2 separate regions of the Mus musculus genome follow, and region 1 is linked to region 2. A link is a contact called in public Hi-C data. All regions are on one chromosome and are shown on one strand. Each heading gives the region's core, a stretch centred on a gene start, on an enhancer-like site or on the middle of the called end of the contact. The rest is flanking DNA. Distances are from core to core; before and after follow the strand shown.

Region 1 (4,549 bases), core at 1,236-3,735, 1.4 Mb after region 2:
GAAGGGCAGGCAGTAAGCAAATAATGAGTCTGGAGGTGGTGATAACTGAAGGGGTGAGTGGTATGCGACTGTGTGTGTGAGTGTGCATGTGTGTGAGTATATGTGCATGTGAGTATATGTGTGAGTGTGAGAGTGTGTGTGAGTGTGTAAGGATGTGTATGTGTATGTATGTGTGTGAGTGTATGTATATGAGTGTGTGTATATATGTGTGAGTGTGTATGTGTGTGTAAGTGTGTATGTGTGTGAGAATGTGTGTGCTATGTATGTGTGTGTTATATGTGTGAGCGTGTTGTGTGTGTTGTGTGTATGTATGTGTATATGTGTATGTATATGTGTATATGGGTGTGAGTGTATATGTGTTATGTGTATGTGAGTGTGCTGTGTGTGTGAGAGAGTGAGAGTATGTTGTATGCAGAGGGAGAGGTTGTGAATTTGGAGGAGTCAATGGCTACAGTTAGCAGGCAAAGATGACACTAAGACACCTTCAAGGAAGATGCAGTAAGAGTGTAAGGCAGGGGAGAAAGAATCCTTTGGGCAAAGGAAAAGCCACCTGTCTGGTCTGGTTCCTGGGATGAAGGCCATCATTGTCTGTTCCCTGGCAGTCTAAGGAGTCTGGATTTAATCCTTGGGCTCAGATTTAGCTCCACCTATCACAGGTCTCAGAAATCCTCATTAAGATTTGATGACTTTTCTACGCAGTTCTCATGAATCAATCGGCCACAGCTCAGGCAAGTGGCAGTTTATAAGAGTACTCAGGGGGCTGGCGAGATGGCTCAGTGGGTAAGAGCACCCGACTGTTCTTCCGAAGGTCCAGAGTTCAAATCCCAGCAACCACATGGTGGCTCACAACCATCTGTAACAAGATCTAACGCCCTCTTCTGGAGTGTCTGAAGACAGCTACAGTGTACTTACATATAATAAATAAATAAATCTTTAAAAAAAAAAAAAAATAAGAGTACTCAGCCGCTCATGACAAGAGCCTGAAAGTCTAAAGGCTGGAAGGATATGGACTGATAGCTGGTTTCCAGCAGATAGTCTGACATGATTTCCCTGTCAATTTTTTATTAGCCTTTAAATACCAAATACACAATTCCCTAAACACCCACACACACACCCCGCGCGTGTGCGCACGCCAAAGAGCCTTTGGAAATGTTAACAGACAGCAGTACTGTAAACATTCACTTATCACATTAGAGTATATTCTAAACACAAAAAGGACCCATTACTCTTTTTTTTTTTTAATCACAGAAAGTTTTGCTCACACAAAGCAAACCCATAGCCCTTTGTCTCACCCAGGTCCCCACTCCAAAGCTTCAATGTCTCCTGGGAAGTGTTTTAGCCCTGAAGTCCAGAACCTTACAACGAAACAAGTCAAATATAACAAAGACTGTCTTTGCTCTGAACCAGGGATCACAGCATTCTCTCTGTTTCAATAGTTTCCAAACGCTTCGCAGTGAATGTGTTCTACTTTAAGAATTTCCCAATTAAAGACCTCAGAATGCAGACAAAACTCTGTCACTCCGGCTTTTCCTTTCCTCCTCTCATTTCTAAGGCCAGTTTGTTTTATTCAGGATTGAAGAAAGGACAGCAAGGACAGTTCGAGGGACAAGAAGCACGTTCCATCCCTACCGTAGAGTGCACCCCTCACTCTGATCCCTCTGTTTATATCTTAGTTTTGGACTTCTTGATTCCGAGATGATGGTTTCATCATGTGGGCCTTTTATGAAGAGTATTGCCCCAGTTGATGAAAACAATAGGCGCACAATGGCTGCACAGTGATCTAGTCTCCAGAAAAAGCGTCCATGGAGATCTACAGGGGGAACAAAGGCTAGGGGACCGTTCAGTAACATGTCTCAAATGTGCTTCCAACAAATTACACAGAGGCATCGGCGACAATATTTCAGCCACCTGTAAACAGAATGAATGGTTAAGGCTCCATTTGATAATTGTATTAGAAAATCTTACAAACTGCTTCTTTTCTGGTTTAGGGAAAAAAAATTAAATCACAGGGGGGAAAAAAACGTCACTTCCTGGTCACACTCGTACACAGCAAGAAACATTTTAATTGTAAATGTGCCTTTCAAGACCTTTAAATTTCAAAAAGATGAGGAGGCCGGATCCTGTGTGCTTACTAATCTGTAAATAGAGCACAGGCCAAGAATCAATTCTGAAATGCGGCATCAATTGCACAGGCTTCCACTTAGTTTTAGTGGAATAAAAGCCCTACTAGATACACAAATAACATCAAACTTACTGGATTAAAGAGCGGCCCCTCATACTCTAAATCATGATTGTCAATCATCACCCTGGATTAAGGGATATATTTTAAAAACCTAAAAGCAAGCGCTTCCTTTTAACTTCTGCCTACTGCGCATTTTGGATTACCGCCCAGAAATAGTATTACTTGAAACAAGACTGCCTCCCTCCTACCATCCATGAGAAGTGCATTGTTCCGCAGCTGCGGCGGCCCATCAGCCAGGCACGCGGCTTAGCATGCGAGCAGAGCCCTTAGGATGCTGTCTGTGTTTAGAACGCGGCTTCCCATTTACTAAACAGAGCTGATTTCCAGTTTCGTCAGTGTTTGCCTCAGCATTGCTATCCCCCTACCAGAAAGAAGCAAATTAATCAGAGAACTACGACGGCCACAACTTACTCACATTGTAAAGTGGGGGCATCCTTTAACACCCCCCCACCCCCCACCCACCCCCCGCGGTGGCCAATGAAGCTAGTCTAGCTTTATTTAAATGAAGAATTGTCTCGTTTCAGATTTGTTCGTTAGCGTTATCCACTTGGGCCTCTGTCTTTCAGTACTGGAAACAGTCTTAGAAAAGTCACAGGCTATAAATAACTCTTAGACCATGTAACTATCCAAGGACCTTAGAAAGTTTATATATATATTCAAACCACAGGCTCTTAAAAAAAATTAAAACAGGTCCAGTAACTTGTAGGTTGCTTGGATTTCCAGGTGAGAGAAGTTAGTTTTTGCAAATCAAATCTCTTAATGATCTACCAGACTGGTAACAAGTTTCTTCAGTTAGAGGTGGGGGAAGATGCCAAGGCTGGGGTGTTTGAGGATTTGCTAGTCTGTGCCATTTGGTGTTATTTTTAGCAAGTAAATGTATTAACATTTGTAAACATTGGGGGGCATACTTAGTAATGCAGCTACTTACAATTGTGGGGGAGGGGGTGGAGAGAAAATATCTACTGGTTCTTTAAATAGAAAAAAAATGCATTCCAGAACTAATCTCATGAAGAAATAACCTTTTAATAAGATTACTGCAAAAAGTGTTAATCTATGAAAAGTTCAGCACTCTTTTAATTGCAAACAAAACACTGAGTTTCAACCCAACAGGTTGCTTCATTGAATTCATTCATCCACGCCTGGCAAAGACATTCCAAATTTGAACTTAATTAATATTCCTTCTCTCGGTTTCCATAGTTTCTTTTTAAACACGAGTAGCAGCAAAAACTGGCAGTAACTTTACCCATATTCTCAATAATAACCCCCTCTGGCTATCAATATGGATGAAAAGGGAAAATTTTTCCATATACGGAGAGCCTCCATTTTCATGTCTTTTGTTTAAAAGCTATGCTGGTGAGATATTTTCCTCTTTCTGACTTAACTCTTTCCTGGATTGCGGTTGTCTCAGGGCTTAGGTGGAGAAGGAATGTTCCAGTGTACATTGCCAGTCCTGGATCCAAACAATAGCCTCCCACTCCCTTCCCACAAACCAAATAAAGGGCAGGGATATTCTCTGCTGAGCCTGTATCCTGGGAGGGTCTCAGCATCACTTGCAAGTCAGGCAGCACAGAAGGGTTCTTTGTTTGTTTTAACAATGAATGTACATTTCCTCGGCCACTGTGAAAAAGGAATGAATTGGTAGGGAACATTTATATGAGCAAATGACATTAGGCCCACTAAAGTGGCTGGTTTAGGCAGGCACGGTAATTCAGTACACTCAATGTATTTCCCCTGTGGATAAGGACTCCTCATACAGAGTGGATAGAGCCACAGTCTCAGATCTAGTCTTGAGTCATTTCTCCCTGCCTTCTTTCCTCTTGGGTCTATCAACGACCTTGCTGAGCTGAACACCTTCCACAAGCCACAGTGTCTCCAGCAGAACACTGAAGGGTTATAGCATCATAAAGATCTCTGTGCTCACCCCATTTCAGTCCAGAATTCTGTCCATGTCTTTCAGCCATCAAGTTATTGCTCTGATTTTATTATTATTATTATTATAAATAATAATAAATAATTTAAAACTTTATTGTAGCCTGGAGATAGCGGCAATCACCTTTCATCCCAGCAGAGGCAGGTAGATTTCTGAGTTCAAGGCCAGCCTAGTCTACAGAGTGAGTTCTAGGCCAGCCAGGGCTACATAGAGAAACTTTGTCTCACAAACAAGTAAACAAACAAAAGACCAAAACAACAACCCAAAAACCTTTACTGTAAAGATCTTTCCTGAGCGGGAGCTGTAGAGCTTTCTTAGACACCTTTGTTTTTTATTCTTTTAAGTTAGTATATGAAACAGTAGATTTCATTGTGACA
Region 2 (4,332 bases), core at 1,301-3,800:
TCAGTTGATAATGGTACAAGCTGCCCACCTAGATTAGACAAGTTACCCCAATTATTCTATCCCTATACAATATCAAATCTACCTGTGGCTATTTAAAACCACGTGTATTCTGAACCACCCTGCTCATCACTCTCCATCTTGCTTCCTCCCTATCTCTCTTGCCCAGTCACTGTCTCTGCAACTCTTAGCTCCGCCTTCCTTTTCCCTGTCCCATCACAGGCCTTCTGTGCACTAATATTTTAATGTAATTGGACAGGGGAAATCCTGCCACACACAAATGGACCTCTTCCAACAATGTAATACATCATTCCTGTCACCTCAAGAATTCTAGCTCACTATTCTATTTCTTTTCTTTTCCTTTTTAGGAGTGGGAGTAGATTGTTCCGGCTCACCAAGAACTCACTCTGTAGACCAGGCTGGCTTCAAACTCACAGAGATGCACCTGCCTCAGCCTCCCAGATGCTGAGATTAAAGGAAGGTGTGTACCACCAAGCTCAGCCACACCACTGCGAATCAAACTTAATTTTATATCTTTTGTGTTTACCAAGCCCTAAGTATCTTTTTTCCCCCAAAGATTTATTTTATGTATGTGAGTGTACTGTTGCTGTCTTCAGACACACCAGGAGAGGGCATCAGATCCCATTACAGGTGAGCCACCATGTGGCTGCTGGGAATTGAACTCAGGACCTTTGGAAGATCAGTCAATGCTCTTAACCTCTGAGCCATCTCTCCAGCCCCTAAGTACCATTTTTTTTTTAAAACAATTTCAGGGTGTTAGTAAAAACAACACAATCCTTCAAGGATATGTCTGTTAATCTTGAACTTCATCTTAGAAGACCAAGAATTGGTCCTTCCTTTTATAAATAGTCAGACTGTCATTAGTTATAATCCATTAAGGACAGAAAAAGAATAGGGAAATCTGAACTTCTCCTCTCTACACCTTTATCCTGAAATGAGTTTTCATGTTTAAAACATAAACTGTGCACCCAGAAGCATTGACTTTAAAAGCAAGCATACTTGGGGCTGTAGAGATGGCTCAGTGGTTAAGAACACTGACTTCCAGAGGTCCTGAGTTCAAATACCAGCAACCACACGGTGGCTCACAACCATCTATAATGATATCTGACTCCCTCTTCTAATGTGTCTGAAGACAGCTACAGTGTACTTAGATACATAAAATAAATAAATCTTTAAAAATAAAAGCTTGGGCTGGAGAAAAGCAAGCATACTTACTATAGTTGAAGCACAATTCTGAGCATTCTGAAACAGGGTTCGTTGGCATCATGGTTACCCTGGATGTCACAGGGAGAGTCAGAGGAGCTTTGGTGCTCTCTATGCAGAGAGCAGAGGCCATTTATCAGGCACAGGCAGCAAGGCAAGGCAGGGTCAGTCTGGTGGGGTGCTGAGTCAGGAGGGATGCAGAGAAGCTGATGAGCCAGGCAAGATGCTGCTGGCTGCACAGGGAGGAAGGGGCTGGCAATGGCTCATGGTGAGAAAGGAACAGCTTTTCTTTCACCTTTCCTTTCTTTTCCCTCCCTTCCTTCCTTCCTTCCTTCCTTCCTTCCTTCCTTCCTTCCTTCCTTCCTTCCTTCCTCTTTTATTCCCCTTCCCTCTTCTCATGTAGCTCAGGCTGGTCACAAACTATATATCCTCTACCCTCCAAGTGCTGGCATTACAGGGTTCACCATCATACACAGATTTTCAGGTGTGGAATCTCTTTTATATGTATTATGTTTGCTGGAGTGTCCATGGACAAGTGTACTCTACAGAAAACTTGTGATGAGCTGGGCGTGGTGGCGCACACCTTTGATCCCAGCTCTCGGGAGGCAGAGGCAGGCAGATTTCTGAGTTCGAGGCCAGCCTGGTCTACAAAGTGAGATCCAGGACAGCCAGGGCTATACAGCGAAACCCTGTCCTGAAAAACCAAAAAAAAAAAGAAAAGAAAAGAAAACTTGTGATGGTCAAAAGACAATTGTCAAGAGTAGGTTCTCTTATTCCAACATGTGGAAGGAATCCTACTCAGAGTATCAGGCCTGGTAGCAAGTGGCTCTACCAACAGAGCCATCCCACCCACCCAGATGTGGTACTTCTGTTATTATTTTGCACCCCCAAGCCCCAGGTAGATTTTCAGCAATTACAGAGAATTTATCTTTAGCTACATACAGAACTCTGTTGCTCCATGGTTAGGGTCCAGATAATTCAAGAAGATAATGCAAACGCAAATATCTAGAGATTTGTCTTTCTGCGGATCATTAATTCCAATGCGTTGGCTTTCTTAGGAACTTAACTGTGCTGAATGGTTCTATAAACAGACACATTTATGTAAGAGATTTCAAAACGAACTTGGAGACTTAAAATAATGTCTTTCCCATTTGATTCTACTGCTTCAGAGAAAATTTTTTTTTAATTATTCATCCACCTGTCTCTGTTCCAAGCTGATTTGCTCAATAGATGTTAGTTAATGAAGCAATCCACCCCGAGCATGGAGTGTGGGAAACACGTCCTAGAATCGACAGCTCCAAGGATGGTTTCTCTAATCAGGATAAAGGGAGCCTTCTGACAACGCTGGAATCTTATATAATGGTGCATGGATTCATTTAATAACGTATGCTAAAGGCGGCAGCCTACTGAGCTGCAGGCTCAGTGCCAGCCTGACAGATCAGGAACTCTTGTATTCATAATTGCACTTAGACTGCTTGCCCCCCAAAGGTCACAGGTATTTTTAAACACCAATTTAAAAAATCTGGAGAGATGACTCAGCAGTTAAGAGTACAGACTGCTCTTCTTAAGGTCCTGAGTTCAAATCCCAGCAACCCACATCGTGGCTCACAACCATCCTTAATAAGATCTGACACCCTCTTCTGGTGTGTCTGAAGACAGTTATAGTGCATTTAGATATAATAGTAAGTAAATCTTTTTAAAAAATAAATCTGGTGTCTTCATTAGAATAGCAAGTGAGGGGCTGGCGAGATGGCTCAGTGGTTAAGAGCACCGACTGCTCTTCCGAAGGTCCCGAGTTCAAATCCCAGCAACCACATGGTGGCTCACAACCATCCATAACGAAATCTGATGCCCTCTTCTGGAGTGTCTGAAGACAGCTACAGTGTACTTACATATAATAAATAAATAAATCTTAAAAAAAAAAAAGAATAGCGAGTGAGTACACACAGACACCAGAGTTGTGCATGTTTTGAGAAAGGGCTGCAAAAGGAACAGAAAGAAGGAGGCTATCTAGAAGGGAAGAAGGGACAGAAAGAAGGGGGCTATCTAGAAGGGAAGAAGAGAGGGTGGCCTTGGGTACCTTGGTCTTAAATTTCCAATCTCTGGAATGGTGAAGAAGAGAATTTCTGTTGTTTAAACTGCCCAGTTTGTGATGGTTTTTTGCTACGGCATCCCAAACTAACTAAAACAGATCAATGTTATTTATATCCTACTCCATTTTGTGTGTCTCTCTGTGTGTATGCACTGCTTGTGCATGTGAGTATGTCTGAGAAGGCCAGAAGAGAGCATCCTTGTATCCTGTCTTACGTAGTTCAGGTTTCTATTGCTGTGAAGAGACACCATTACCACGGTAATTCTTATAAAGGAAAACATTTAATTTGGTACTGGTTCAGTTCATTATCATCATGTTGGGAAGCATGGTCATATATAGGCAGGTATGGTGCTAGAAAAGGAGCTGAGAATTCTAAATATGGATCTGCATGCAACAGTCAGGAACTGTCAGCCGCTAGACCTGGTTTGAACTTCTAAGACATCAAAGTCTACTCCCACACCTTCTCCCACAAGGCCACACCTCCCAGTAATGTCAGTTGCTATGGACCAATGGAGCCATCTTCATTCAATTTAGGAACTAAAATTGCAGATGATTGTTAAAAGTCCTGCTATGGATGCTGGTAACCGAACTCCTAACCTCCGAAAGATCAACAAGCACTCTTAACTGTTGAGCCATCTCTCCAGCCTCTAAAATAAAATTTAAACTATGCCCCATCACATACGACAGAATGCTGAGGGGGGTCCCCAATCCCTGCCCTATGCCCTAATGAACTGTCCCCCAGCTGTCCAAACCCAAACCCAGGTGCTCTTGGATTTTGCTAATATAGTTAAAATTCCAAGACCATTGTTAGGAAAGAGAATATTCTGGCTAAGCCTGGCCCTAGCTGCTGAGCTGCTACAAAGGAATTAGCTGCTCATTGGGAGGGATTTTAGAGCATGTGGAAGATTGTTCACTGCTGACTTTGAAGATAGGATGGGGCTGTAGTACAAGAAATGTGGGTAACTTCTAGGGCCTGAGAGTGGGCCACATTTGATAGCTATTAAAGAAATAGGCATCTC

What was found. A called contact is a pair of places that touch in the nucleus more often than the background predicts.
Region 1: a contact with region 2 is called in a Hi-C map of cortical neurons, with 2.4 times the contacts expected there. The contact joins two enhancer-like sites. A contact is called at or near these places in 2 of 39 promoter capture datasets (cranial neural crest and hippocampal neurons), 4 of 484 Hi-C or Micro-C datasets (cerebral cortex, cortical neurons and muscle stem cells) and 2 of 115 datasets of contacts at active chromatin or transcription factors (astrocytes and embryonic stem cells).

What each region holds. Positions count from the first base shown.
Region 1 is chr14:48,988,511-48,993,059 of GRCm38.p6, forward strand. No RefSeq gene overlaps it. Among named protein-coding and RNA genes, the nearest start is that of Gm36024, 5.7 kb to the left of the region's middle. Within about 2 kb of position 2,486, at least 96 of the 459 cell types and tissues checked have an H3K27ac peak or open chromatin away from gene starts, as enhancers often do. A contact at or near this core is called in cortical neurons, where this site is marked.
Region 2 is chr14:47,588,266-47,592,597 of GRCm38.p6, forward strand. No RefSeq gene overlaps it. Among named protein-coding and RNA genes, the nearest start is that of Atg14, 22 kb to the left of the region's middle. Within about 2 kb of position 2,551, at least 11 of the 459 cell types and tissues checked have an H3K27ac peak or open chromatin away from gene starts, as enhancers often do. A contact at or near this core is called in cortical neurons, where this site is marked.